Linked DNA regions of Mus musculus: region 1 is linked to region 2. A link is a contact called in public promoter capture Hi-C data. All regions are on one chromosome and are shown on one strand. Each heading gives the region's core, a stretch centred on a gene start, on an enhancer-like site or on the middle of the called end of the contact. The rest is flanking DNA. Distances are from core to core; before and after follow the strand shown.

Region 1 (5,902 bases), core at 577-3,076, 400 kb after region 2:
CCACATATGAAAGACGTTCATGTATTTATCCAAGGGGGAGGGGTAGGAAGCCATCTACAACGCTTTACATACTGGAAAAGGACAGTCTTTTACTTTGGAGAGCTGGAGGCTGAAGAGGATGTGTAGATAAGGGGAAGGTTTGTTTTTTTGTTTTTTTTTTTTTGTTTTGTTTTTTTTTTTTTGCCAACAAAAGCAACTGAAGAGAGAGGAGATCTAGACAGATTTGGTGGACAAAGAACGTCTGGCTTCTGGCACCACGTTTCCTTCCCTCTTAAGACTCTTAATGAAGAGATGGAGGCAGGAAGATCAGAGGCTTGGCTACATAGCAAATCTGAAGCCAGCACAGCCTACATGAGAGCTTGTCTCAAAACAAAACATAAAGTGGCACATGGTGGTGCATGCCTGAACTAGGAGTGTCCTATAAAGTGAGAAAAGATTGGGGCAGAGGCAGGCGGATTTCTGAGTTCCAGGCCAGCCTGGTCTACAAAGTGAGTTCCAGGACAGCCAGGGCTACAGAGAAACCCTGTCTCAAAAAAAAAAAAAAAAAAAAAGATTATTGGGGGGACTAGAGGCTAGCCTTGACTACCTACCTAGTTTGAGCCCGAGCTATAAAAAAAAAATCCCTCAAATCAAAATAATAAACAGGTAAAGTGCTAACATGTTTCCAAAACTTACTATTTCTTTCCCTGATTTTCACCAAGGCTCTCTGTTAACTTAGGGAGTAGAGTACAGCAAGATCCAAAGTGAGAGGAAGAATACTGTATCTTAGGAGCAGGGAAAGCCTTTCTGGTGGAAAGAGGGTTGCAATTTGTGATGGAGGATACATTCATGCCAATAACAGTTTCTCTGAGGACATGACTTTTCTTTCTTAATATATCAATACTAACAACTGACCAAACGTTCACTGTGCACCAAGCATTTTCCACAAAAGTTCCCTTGAGCCCTCATGACAATTCAGAGAAAAAAAAGTACCCAGGTTAAGGATGGGCTGCAACTGACAGGGGATGAGGCAAGGTCATGAGGATGTTAAGTGGGAGATACAAACTTGCAAATATCACACTCCAAAAGAGGAGCAGCAGCTCAATCAATACTAAGAGACTTAATAAAAACACAAAAACCAAAGCTCCCTTGGTGGACATGACTGGGGGAAGGGGAGAAAAGCTGACTTACGATATCATAAATTCAGGGCCTCCCTCTATCTTGGGGTGAAAGTGAAAAATAAAGGATCGAGAGATCTGTTTCTTGCAGATAGGATACCTCTGTCACTTTTGGGAAAGTTGAGAACCTCCTTCACTTGGAAGACGCTGACCAAAGTGGGGGTCGCTCTTTTGAATAAAGAATTCCCCTTGGCACCATAAACGGGTCTCCCTTCGCTGACAAATCGACCAGAGCCGAGGAAAGGCGTATACCAACAAGGGGCGTCGTCCTCTCCAAGGAGAGAGAAGTTGGGGGTCCCCTGCAGATGAAGGTTGAATGGGAGCCTCCTTCCCCTGGAACCAGGACTCCGAGAAGCTGTTTTCTCCCAGGGACGTAGAGCCTGATCTCCTGGATGTCTGTGGGTGTTTGTCACTAACAGCACTGCTTCGGTGCCCTTCGGCTCCCTGAAAGGCTGGGGGCCCGGACCCCCTTTAGTCAGCACCGTCCGGCGGAGGACCCCCAGGCGGTCGTGGGACTGCCCAGGCCTCTTACCCTGTGGCCTCCTCCACGGCTCGTGCTCATCCCTCCACTTTGGCGTCGGCTGCCTCCGTCCCTGCTGTCCCCGCCGCCGCCAACTCTACCAGATCTTCGGGAGCCGAGGCCCGAGGGCGCTCCAGCTTCCACCGCTTCCACAGTGCCCTCCCCCCCCACCTACCGCACTTCCTCATCCGGGGCCAAAGCCAGCCATGCGGACGGGTCTCGATCCCGCCCCCGCACGGCGCGCGCGCAATCCGGAGGGCGGCTCTTCCCGGCTGGTACCTCCACCCTCCGCTAGCTCCAGACACGCTCAGCCCCGCCCCCACCGCGTTGACTCTTAAAGAGAAACACATCGTTCTACCCAGTTCCTGTCTCAGACTGTTACCAGTGCTATGGTCCATATCTCTGAGGTGGACAGATGCCACTCTAGGGCCCTGTCTGCTTCCATCCTGGCAGATTGTGGGACCTTCTAATAACTATAATCAAAGGTTTAGGTCACACCATCCTCCTATTGCTTCTAATCACACTGAAATTCAAAAGATAACCCAGGAAAGTATTTGATTACACTTTGATTTTGTTTCATTGCCTCTCTAGCATTGAAGGTACCTCATTTTATCTGTGTTGCCTGTTTCTTTCCATCCTTGTCTGTTTTCTTTAGGACTCTATATTCATAGCACCTAAAGAAGTGTCTGGAAGAAATTACAATGGACCTGGCATTCCTTTAATCCCAGCACTTGGGAGGCAAAGGCAGGCGGATTTTTGAGTTCAAGGCCAGCCTGGTCTACAAAGAAAATTGAAATTACCTTTTCTTTGATTAGGATCTGCAGAGGAAACCAAGGCTTGGCTGCACGCTCCTTTAACCCCAAAAAGGCAGAAGACAGCCTGGTTTACATAGGATTTGATTTGAGTCAGGATCTTACTTTTTAGCTCAGGCAAGTCTGAAACTTGCTATGTGTGCCAGTCTAGCCTCAACTCTTGACCTTCCTGCCTTGACCTTTTGGATAAAGGGAAAATAGGCATGTGCGACCATGCTTGGCTTATTCGTTTTCTTAAGTCACATGAAAGTATTATTCATCTTACTAAATTTTTATTTTTATCCTTTTATCTCCTCTCTCTCTCTCTCTCTCTCTCTCTCTCTCTCTCGATAGGAAATATTGCAATAGGGTTCTCCCTATGTAGTCCAGGCTGACTTGGAACTCACTATTTAGATGTGGCTCGCCATCTTTTTTCTTTTTTTTTTCTTTTTTTTTTTTAAGTAGCCTCTTAAAATCTATCAACTTTTTGTTTGGTTATTTTTAGTTTTGAAGATAGTTTCTCTTTGTAGCCCTGGCTGTACTGAAACTTGCTCTGTAGATGAGGCTGGTCTCACACTCAAGAGATCTGCCTGCCTCTGCCTCCCAAGTGCTGGGATTAGAAATATGTGCCCTAGGGCTGGTGAGATGGCTCAGTGGGTAAGAGCACCCGACTGCTCTTCCAAAGGTCCAGAGTTCAAATCCCAGCAACCACATGGTGGCTCACAACCATCCGTGACAGGATCTGACTCCCTCTTCTGGTGTGTCTGAAGACAGCTACAGTGTACTAACATATAATAATAAAATAAATCTTTAAAAAAAAAAAAGAAATATGTGCCCTACCACCTGGCTTTTTTCTTTAAAACATACCCCCCCCACACTTTTTTTTTTTTTTAACAATCTCTCACTCAGACTGGCCGCAAACTCTTCCAGTGATGGGATTATATATACCACCATGGGAACTTTTGCTTATCATGCAATGGGAGACCCCTTGGCCCATTCCCAAATCCTCTACTGTTTTACAATGCTTTTGCTTTCAAAATAAAACAAAACAAATATATTTTTATATATTTTTTGGAAAATACTGGAAACCTATAGCTTGTTTAGTTAAAGCTGGGGAAAAACTAAAAAAGGTTCTGTGATGCCAGACTTGGTGGCGCACACCTTTAATCCCAGCACTCAGATGGCAGAGGCAGGCAGATTTCTGAGTTGGAGGCAGCCTGATCTACAAAGTGAGTTCCAGGACAGCCAGGGCTATACAGAGATACCCTGCCTCGAAAAAAACCAAAAAACCAAACAAACAAACAAAAAAAGGTTCTGTGATTAACTAGAGGCATTAATGATTCAGTGGTCTTCATGATTAGAAGACACACAGCAGGGTTGGAGAGATGGGTCAGCGGTTAAGAGCACTGACTGAACCAGGTGTAGTGGTGTACACTGTTAATCCCAGCACTCGGGAGGCAGAGACAGGCAGATTTCTGAGTTGGAGATCAGCCTGGTCTACAAAGTGAGTTCCAGGAGAGCCAGGGATGCACAGAGAAACCGTCTCGAAACCCTCCCCCCCCCCCGGAAAAAAAAAAAGAGCACTGACTGTTCTCCCGAAGGTCCTGAGTTCAAGTCTCAGCAACCACATGGTGGCTCACAACTACCAGTAATGAGATCTGATGACCTCTTGTGGTGCATCTGAAGACAGCTACAGTGTACTTACATATAATAAATAAATAAATCTTAAAAAAAAAAAAAGAAGACAACACAGCAGTGTTATGACCTGAAACCCTATCTCTAGTTATAAAATACTTACAGAATGAAGCAGGAGGTTGGTAGGATGACACAGCTCAAAAACAGGGCTGAAGTTTGATTGGGACAGAGAGTTTGCCCAGTATGTGTGAGGCCTGGGTCCCATCCCCAGCCTTAGCTGTCAGAGAAAGAAAGAAATGGAGAAGAGGCAAGTGCACTGGGCATGGTGGTTTGCTCCTATAAGCCCAGAACTTGGAGGGAAGCAGAGGTAGAAGGATTGTCATGAATTCAATGCCAGTCTGGTTACAGAGTGGAACTGTAATTCACCAAACTCTTCTTAAAGAGAAAGATGTCCCAACAAATAGGAACATTGGGACACTCTAGGTTTAGCATAATCAATGGCCTGGATAAGGTTGGGATCCCAGGGTTCCCCAGGCTAGCTAGTAGCCCTTAAGCTTTGGTAAGGTCCACAATTAGTAGTAGGGGTGGGACTACAGATGCATCACATCACATGGCTTCCTGTGATGAAAGTCTCAGGTTCTCAGGCTACCCACTTCACTGTCATCCCTGCAGGGTAGCTTATTTTACATTACAATTTTTTTTGGGGGTGGGGGGGTTGAGACAGGGTTTCTCTGTATAGCTCTGGCTGTCCTGGAGCTCACTTTGTAGACCAGGCTGGCCTCAAACTCAGAAATCCGCCTGCCTCTGCCTCCGAGTGCTGGGATTAAAGGCGTGCGCCACCACGCCCGGTTTACATTACAATTTTAAAGTAGCATTAAAACCATAGCTATTGTCACTGATTATTGGAGGGACATAGAAAGCTGGGGTTGTTTTCAGTGGTAGAGTTTGATTAGCCTGTACTGGTTTAGTTTTCAATCCCCATTTCCGGGGAAGAGCACTGGCCCCCAGGATTCAATTATCAGAATTGAATATCAACAACAACCAAAGGATCACAGAAACCTAGGAATATCTTAGGGTTTGGGTTGGTAGAGACCTGCACACTGGACACTTCCAAGTAGGAGGTATTCCGTATTCCGTTGTGGTAAATTTATTATCACCACCACCGCCCCTCTGCCCCCCCCCCGAGAAAGAGAGAGAGAGAGAGAGAGAGAGAGAGAGAGAGATTTCTCAGGGTGGCTTAATGGAGGCAGAAAAGAAGAAAGAGAGGTAAGTCTGACTTTAGGCAAGACTGTGTTTATTGGCAGACACACCGCAAAGTTGGGGGGATGGGGACACAATCTCAACCACATGGATGAATGGTCCATATGTCCCAAGCTATGCAGGAGAATCCCTCATCCCATGATAAGAGAATGTCCCACTCAATGCAGGAAGATGAGAGCATACCCTAGAAAGAAAGCTGAGATCTTTTTATGGGATAAAATTACCACCACCCGTTTTACACGTTCCCTCCCGAATTCCCTTGACTGGCCGCAAGGGAAGCTGGGAGGTGTAGTCTTTCAGCGGGAAACTGTCATTCTAAACTCTAGGTAATAGAGGAAGGCAGGACTGTTTTCCTGCTGAGGAGTGTCTTTGTCAGAGGGGTAGTTGTGGGTCCATTGAAGAGATAGATGGGTCCTCTGGTCACTTAGCAGGAGGAGAGTTTTTTTGTTTTTTTTGTTTTTGTTTTTGTTCTTGTTTTTTGTTTTCTGGGGTTTTTTTTTTTTTTTTTTTTTTTTTTTCCCGAGACAGGGTTTCTCTGT
Region 2 (6,182 bases), core at 1,196-3,695:
CTTTAATTATTTTGGACTAGGGGAGAGTAGTGTGTGTATAATAAAAGTACATATGTACATATTAATATAGAAGATAGGGAGTGTCTTAAGTGTTTGTTAGCTTGTTTGGGATTTTTCTTTTTCTTTTTTTTTTCTTCTCTCTTCTCTCTCTCTCTCTCTCTCTCTCTCTCTTTCTTTCCTTTCTTTCCTTCTCTCTTTCTTTTTTGAGACAGGCTTTCTCTTTTAGCCCTCCCTAGCTGTCCTGGAACTTGCTCTGTAGACCAGGCTGGCCTCAAACTCAGAGATCTGCCTGCCTCTGCCTTCCAAGCGCAAGGATTAAAGGTGTTTGGCACCACAGCTCTGCAAATTTTTACATTTCTTTTGGGGGGACATTTCATAGAAAAGTTTGTTGGACTACTAGTAACAAAAATTCTCTCAGCTCTGTGTAATGACACACACATTTAATCTCAGCACTAGGGAAAAAATAGGCAGGTAGATTGCAGAGTTTGATGCCAGCCTGGTCTACATAGTGAGTTCCAAGCCAGCAAGGGGCTGCATAGTGAGACACTGTTTCAAAATAAAAAATAACAAAAATGATGCCCCTCCCTGGAAAAAAAATCCCAACATTTTCTGCTATGACCCATTTCTTTTTCAATCTTCCAAGACACTGGAAAACCTGACGGGGAATGGAAACTCTGACCTTCTCTCTTGTTTCCTTGAACCCATAATTCTGTCGGACTGAATTGTGTCCTGTTTACAGCAACTCTCTTTTCAATGATCACTTTTTCTCTTTGTAGTCCCATTGGACGGGGGTACCCTTTTTAGCATGTCTGCATATAATTGAACTTTAGTTGTGGATAAGACTTAAAAGTTCTTTTCCTTGGGACTTATAGGGCCCATAAAAACATAAGACATCTACATAAGCATTCCCAAGTATTCTGAATTCTTAAAGTCATGGAAGAGATAGATTTGGAGAAATGGCATCAAAATATCTACCTCCATTTGTAACTGGTGTTTCAGTTTCTTAGTTTCTAGAAAGCAGAGAGTCAACTTTTTAGCCCATCTTTTTCAAGTTAACAGAATCTTCCAGCGTGCATTTTGGAAATAAAGCCCCTGGTTTAATCTGATCTTTCCCATGCTTGGTTTCCTTTTTTTTTTTTCTATTTCCTTCTTTACTTTTAAAAAGTATTTTTATGCATATGAGTGCTTTGTCTGCATGTATGTTTGTGTACTATGTATAGTGCCCATAGAGAGGACCGAGAGGGCATCAGATGCCCTGGAACTGTTAGGTCTCAAACCTGGGACAAATGACAGAGGTACTTATTTAACATGTGAAAGTGGTTACTGGACCCAGGTTCTCTCAGCCATTCCTACCTGTTACAGGGTATGTATGGCATGCACACTCCCTGCCCTAATCTTCTCTTTCCCTCCCCCTCAGAGTCATGCTCGCTCTGAATATTCCCAGATGTCTTTCCTCCCAACTATGTTCTCCCATTTATCTCTAATAAACCTTTTTCTTCATCATACCTAGAAGCAATCATGTCCTTTTCTTTTTATTTTATTTTTATCAGAATCAAAATTACAGATAGATAGTTGTAACCATGTGGGTGCTGGGAATTGAACCCATGTCCTCTGCAAAAAAACAGGCAGTGCTCCTAACCTCTGAATCATCTCTTCAGTCCCTGTATTTGTTTTTAATTTATCCCAACTGCAAGCATTTATTATGTAGCTGAAGATGACCTTGGGCTTCTGGATCTTCTGCCTCCATCTCCCAGTTGTAGGGATTACAGGTCTCTTATGCCCGGTAAATGTGATTTTTATCCTCTAGGAACCGAGTGCAGTAGAGAAATGTTTAAAAATCACAAGATAAGAGAATTAAGCAATATAAGAAATCAATGAACAGAAAAGAACTATAGAAAAGTGGTATCCTGAGTGTATGGAGATGTCGGGAGCGTGTAAAATCTTATTGCTGTTGACTGAGGCCCACTTTGAATCCTGTTTCTTCTAGGGTCACCTGGCGAATCAGCGACTCTGGTGATGTGATACAGAGCCCTTGATCTGCAATGTCAATCTTTTTCAACAGAGAAGTCTCTTATCTCCAGCACACCTGGGTTTCCAACATAGGCAACTGAAACCCACGTTTCCGGGTTAGCGGAAATACGAGCAATTGTTTTGAAAACCAGTGACTGAAACCTAGAAAAGAAAAGCAAGGCGGGAAGAACGCAATAGTTAACTCTGCGGAACCACCAGGCCCTGGGGAGCAGGGAAGGAAGGTCATTCCAGCCTACGCCGGCTCTGCGTTCACAAGCAAGGCAGGCTCCGCCCTGCGCCTGCGTAGTGGCGACTGTTCGTTGCAGTGGAACGCCTGAGAGAGGGAATCGCTCCTGCGCGTTAGCAACCGCGGAGGGGAGGGCGGGGAGCTGGAGAGGCAGGAAGGGGACGTGGCGCGCGTGCGCGCAGTTCGGCGCGGCTAGGCGGCCCGCAAGGGCGGAGGGGAGGGAGTGACGCTGAGGGCGGGGCTGTCCGTGGCGCTGCCGAGCTTTGCGGAGCTGGGCGGTGCCGAGGAGGAGGTGGAGGAGGCGGTGGCGGCTGGGGTCTGACGCGGCCCGGTTCCTGACGCGGCCCGGTTCCTGGGGGCCTGCTTGTTTATTTATTTATTTCCAGTGGGCGCCGCCAGCGTGTGCGCGCGCTGTCGCTGCTCGGCGGGGAGGGGGTGGGGGGAGGGCCCGCGCCCGGGGGGAGTTGGAGCCGGGGTCGAAACGCCGCGTGACTCGTAGGTGAGAACGCCGAGCCGCCGCCGCCGCCGAGAAGCCCTGTTAACGCTTTAGGGAGGAGAGTCTGGTGCCGACAAGATGGCGGACGGGGAGCTGAACGTGGACAGCCTCATCACCCGCCTGCTGGAGGGTGAGTGCGGCGCCGGCTCGTCTCCCCACCCGGCCGCGGGGCCCTTCCCGCTCGAGCTGAGGTCGGAGAGGAGGGCAGGCGGGCGGGCGGGCGGGCGGGCCGGGTGCCCCAGGAGGCCAGGAGCGCGGGCTGGCGGGCGGGCAGGCGGGGAGGCCGGGCCGAGCGAGGCCGGAGGCCCATCGGCTGGTACAGTCTTCCCGAGAGGCGGCCGGGCTCCGCTTGGCCGCTGTGCTGGCCTCTGCAGACCGTTCCGAAGAAGGGGCGAGGATGCCTGCCGCTGGGCTTTGTGTGTCCGTGGAATGTGTATTTCTCGGTTCTCTTTGTGCGTTGCCCTTGGCAGCCTCCGATGGTCGTTCCGGTAGTGAATTTTACATAAAACCTTCCCAGTAAGGCTCTCGGATCGTTTGCATTTTACTGGATGCTCTAGAAAGAATTAGGGAGAGGATACGATGACTAGTTTACCATTTATTATCTGGAGTATAAAAAAACAGTAAAAATCCTGAATCAGGTTAAAGACGTCCGTTAGAAATACGAAACGCCCGGATACATGTGCTGAAGGGGTTGATTTGGGGGCTTTTTTTTTTTTTTAAACATGTTTGAGCCGAGTTTAATTTCTGCACAAACTTAGCAAATGTCTGTTGTGAATAATCTCTTGAGCTTAAAAGGTATTTTACAAGTGTTCTCAGCATTTGAAGTTCCGGGTTCTTATGCTTTTATCGATTAGTTTTGTGTTGGTGGGAACATAAGGAGAAAAGAGGAGATGGAGAGGCCAGTAGTTAAATGTATTGGTCCGTTGGGGGATACTGTTCGAAGTTAAAGGCGGGTCTTGGTCAAAAGAACCCTTTTACGCTATAAAATTTGCGTCGTCACTAATTGTGGAGTGTGTAAAAAAGAATTGCGTTTTTGAGTGGTTAAGAGTCCTTTTTGTCAGCCTCCTAATGAATGCGTGTGTTTACTACAGCGAAGCTGTTTGTGTTTGGAATTTTACCAAAGAGCGTGGAGAGGGGTGACTTTTCTTTAACTAGTTAAAGTACGAAGTATTTATTCTCTGTTTAAAACAACAACAACAACAAAACAACTCTGTTTATATGCTCCAGATGTAAAAGCTTTCCAGCAGCCTTAAGGCTGAGAAAAAGGCAGAACTTTTACCAGGAACTCTTTCTTATTTACCTTCTCCTTTAGTATCAAGTTATTCCTGGGAGGCCCCCTGGTGCTTGCTGTGTTTACTGCTTGGGATTTTGTGGTCTTTAATTGATAGAAACATCTTGCTGGGTCTGTGAGAAATTTGTTTAGTTAAAAAAAATTTATGCTTGTAGTACATGGCTGGCTCTATTAGGGAAATATAGTTATTTTAAATCTTTATATCTTGTTACTCTTCGGAGAAGGGGAATTTAAGCCCACCACTGTTTTCATATAATCTAAATTTTAAATTAAATTTGGATCAGATTTTATCGCAGTTTATTAATATTTTTAATTTTTCATAAATACCTTATAGCAGATGCATGTATTTTAAACCGATCTAGAAGCCTTTAAATCAAATGTACTTCTATACAGTTACAGATGCTTAAATACAACTAATAGAGTGGGAGTTGTAGAGAAAAAGGGGAAAGTAGCCTGAGCTATATCATTGTTAAATATTTGGTTCTATCATCAGTCACCAGCACCCACCAGTCCCCCCTTCTTGGGTAAGAATACGTTCTTTTTTTCTAATATAGCAAGTGTTTATTGACTGCACTGCCAGGCACCAGGAGTCAAAGATAAGGCTCACTCCTCACTCAAGCAGCTCAGTATAAACAAGTGGCTTCTCAGTGTGTGCTAGCCTTCCTGCTCTTCCTGCTTTGAATGTACAATTTATTAGTAGTTTTGTTACATTCTTGTTCCTTAATCCAGACGAAGACTGCTTTTGTTGTTACTCTAAAATATTACCAGTCCCTCCTTCCCTCCCCAAGCCTAAACCTGTTCAAATAAATTTTGAAGTCTTGGATTTTCTAGTGAGTAAATTCAATCTTGAAAAAAAAATTTTTTTTGAGACAGGGTTTCTCTGTACCTGGCTATCCTGGAACTTGCTCTGTAGACCAGGCTGCCTCAAACTCTGCCTCCCCAAATACTGGGAATTAGAGACATGCACCACCTCTGCCGGGCAGCCTACTTTAGTTTTCAGTATTACATGCTAATTTAACTCAAATTCAAGTGGTGCTATTCTGTAAAGTTGCCTCGCAGAACAGAATAACCTGGTTATATATTTTGTGCGTCCTAAATGAAAGTGAACATTAAAAGATACATAATTATAGTTAAAGATGTCTAGGTTATATATTTTGTGTGTCCTAAATGAAAGTGAACATTAAAAGATATGTAATTATAGTTAAAGACGTCTATCCATAGCAAGACTACAGTTAGTGGTCATTGTATTGAAAGTGTGAAGAGAACCTTCGAGAATGTGTGCTCTAAGGACCAGTATGATAAATATGACATCCTTGGTAGATAAAATGTGTGGATTCAGTGTGTTCAGCCATTTCACAGTGTATGCACTTAAAATATGTGTTCCTAAAAGATGCAGTGTTGTCTATCAATTAAAGATTGCTTTTGGCTGGGCAAAAAGTTGTGGCTTTAATCCCAGCACCCAGTAGGCTGAGGCAGGCAGATCTCTGAGCTCTAGACCAGCAAAACACAACAGGAAAAAAACCTTGCTTTTGTAAAAATGTTTTTTTGCATTAAGAGAAAAAAATTGATCAGAACCTAGTCTCATTTTAAAGTGTTTACTTTATGTTACAGTTTATTCATTTAAAAATATATTAAACTCTGATGGCCAGTTAAGTGCACTCACTTTCAGTAACTACTTTTTATGTTACTTTGTTCGATGTTAGACCATTTAAATAAAAAGACTAGAACATTGTTTGGACTGGGTGTGCTTCTCCAGTATTATTTTCTTGGTTTAAGTTTTACTTACAACTAAACAATAACTGTTTTGCCATCTGTAGTGACCCTACTATAGTCTTGTGATTTATCATAATTGATTACATAAGTTCAGATTAGTTCTGTGAGTGAGCTAGAAAGCCTGCCTAGTAAAAGGTTTTGCTTAGAGTGGTTGTTCTCTAGATATTTGAAGAGGAAGTGGGAGTCACCTGGGGGCCTTAGGTAACATTCCAAATGAGTTTATTTTGAAAGAAGTCAAAAGTAAGTAGAATCCTGATACTTTGTGAAAGAGAATCAAATGGTGCCCTTGGAGGCCAGAAGATGCCCTAGAACTGGAATTACGATGTGATGAGCCGCCCTGTGGGTGCTGAGATTTGAACCCAGGT

What was found. Promoter capture Hi-C pulls out the DNA fragments that hold promoters and counts their contacts.
Region 1: a contact with region 2 is called in a promoter capture Hi-C map of embryonic stem cells, with 2.5 times the contacts expected there. The contact joins the promoter of Prr14l here to the promoter of Ppp1cb in region 2. A contact is called at or near these places in 3 of 39 promoter capture datasets (embryonic stem cells, erythroid cells and liver), 2 of 484 Hi-C or Micro-C datasets (CD4 T cells and Th1 cells), 3 of 115 datasets of contacts at active chromatin or transcription factors (astrocytes, effector CD8 T cells and memory CD8 T cells) and 1 of 9 other capture datasets (adipose tissue).

What each region holds. Positions count from the first base shown.
Region 1 is chr5:32,852,404-32,858,305 of GRCm38.p6, forward strand. It overlaps Prr14l (proline rich 14-like), which reads right to left and starts at 1,827. Exons shown (of 11, transcript NM_194340.2): 1 at 1,690-1,827.
Region 2 is chr5:32,456,525-32,462,706 of GRCm38.p6, forward strand. Ppp1cb (protein phosphatase 1 catalytic subunit beta) reads left to right here and starts at 2,446. Exons shown (of 8, transcript NM_172707.3): 1 at 2,446-2,883. The coding sequence starts at 2,832.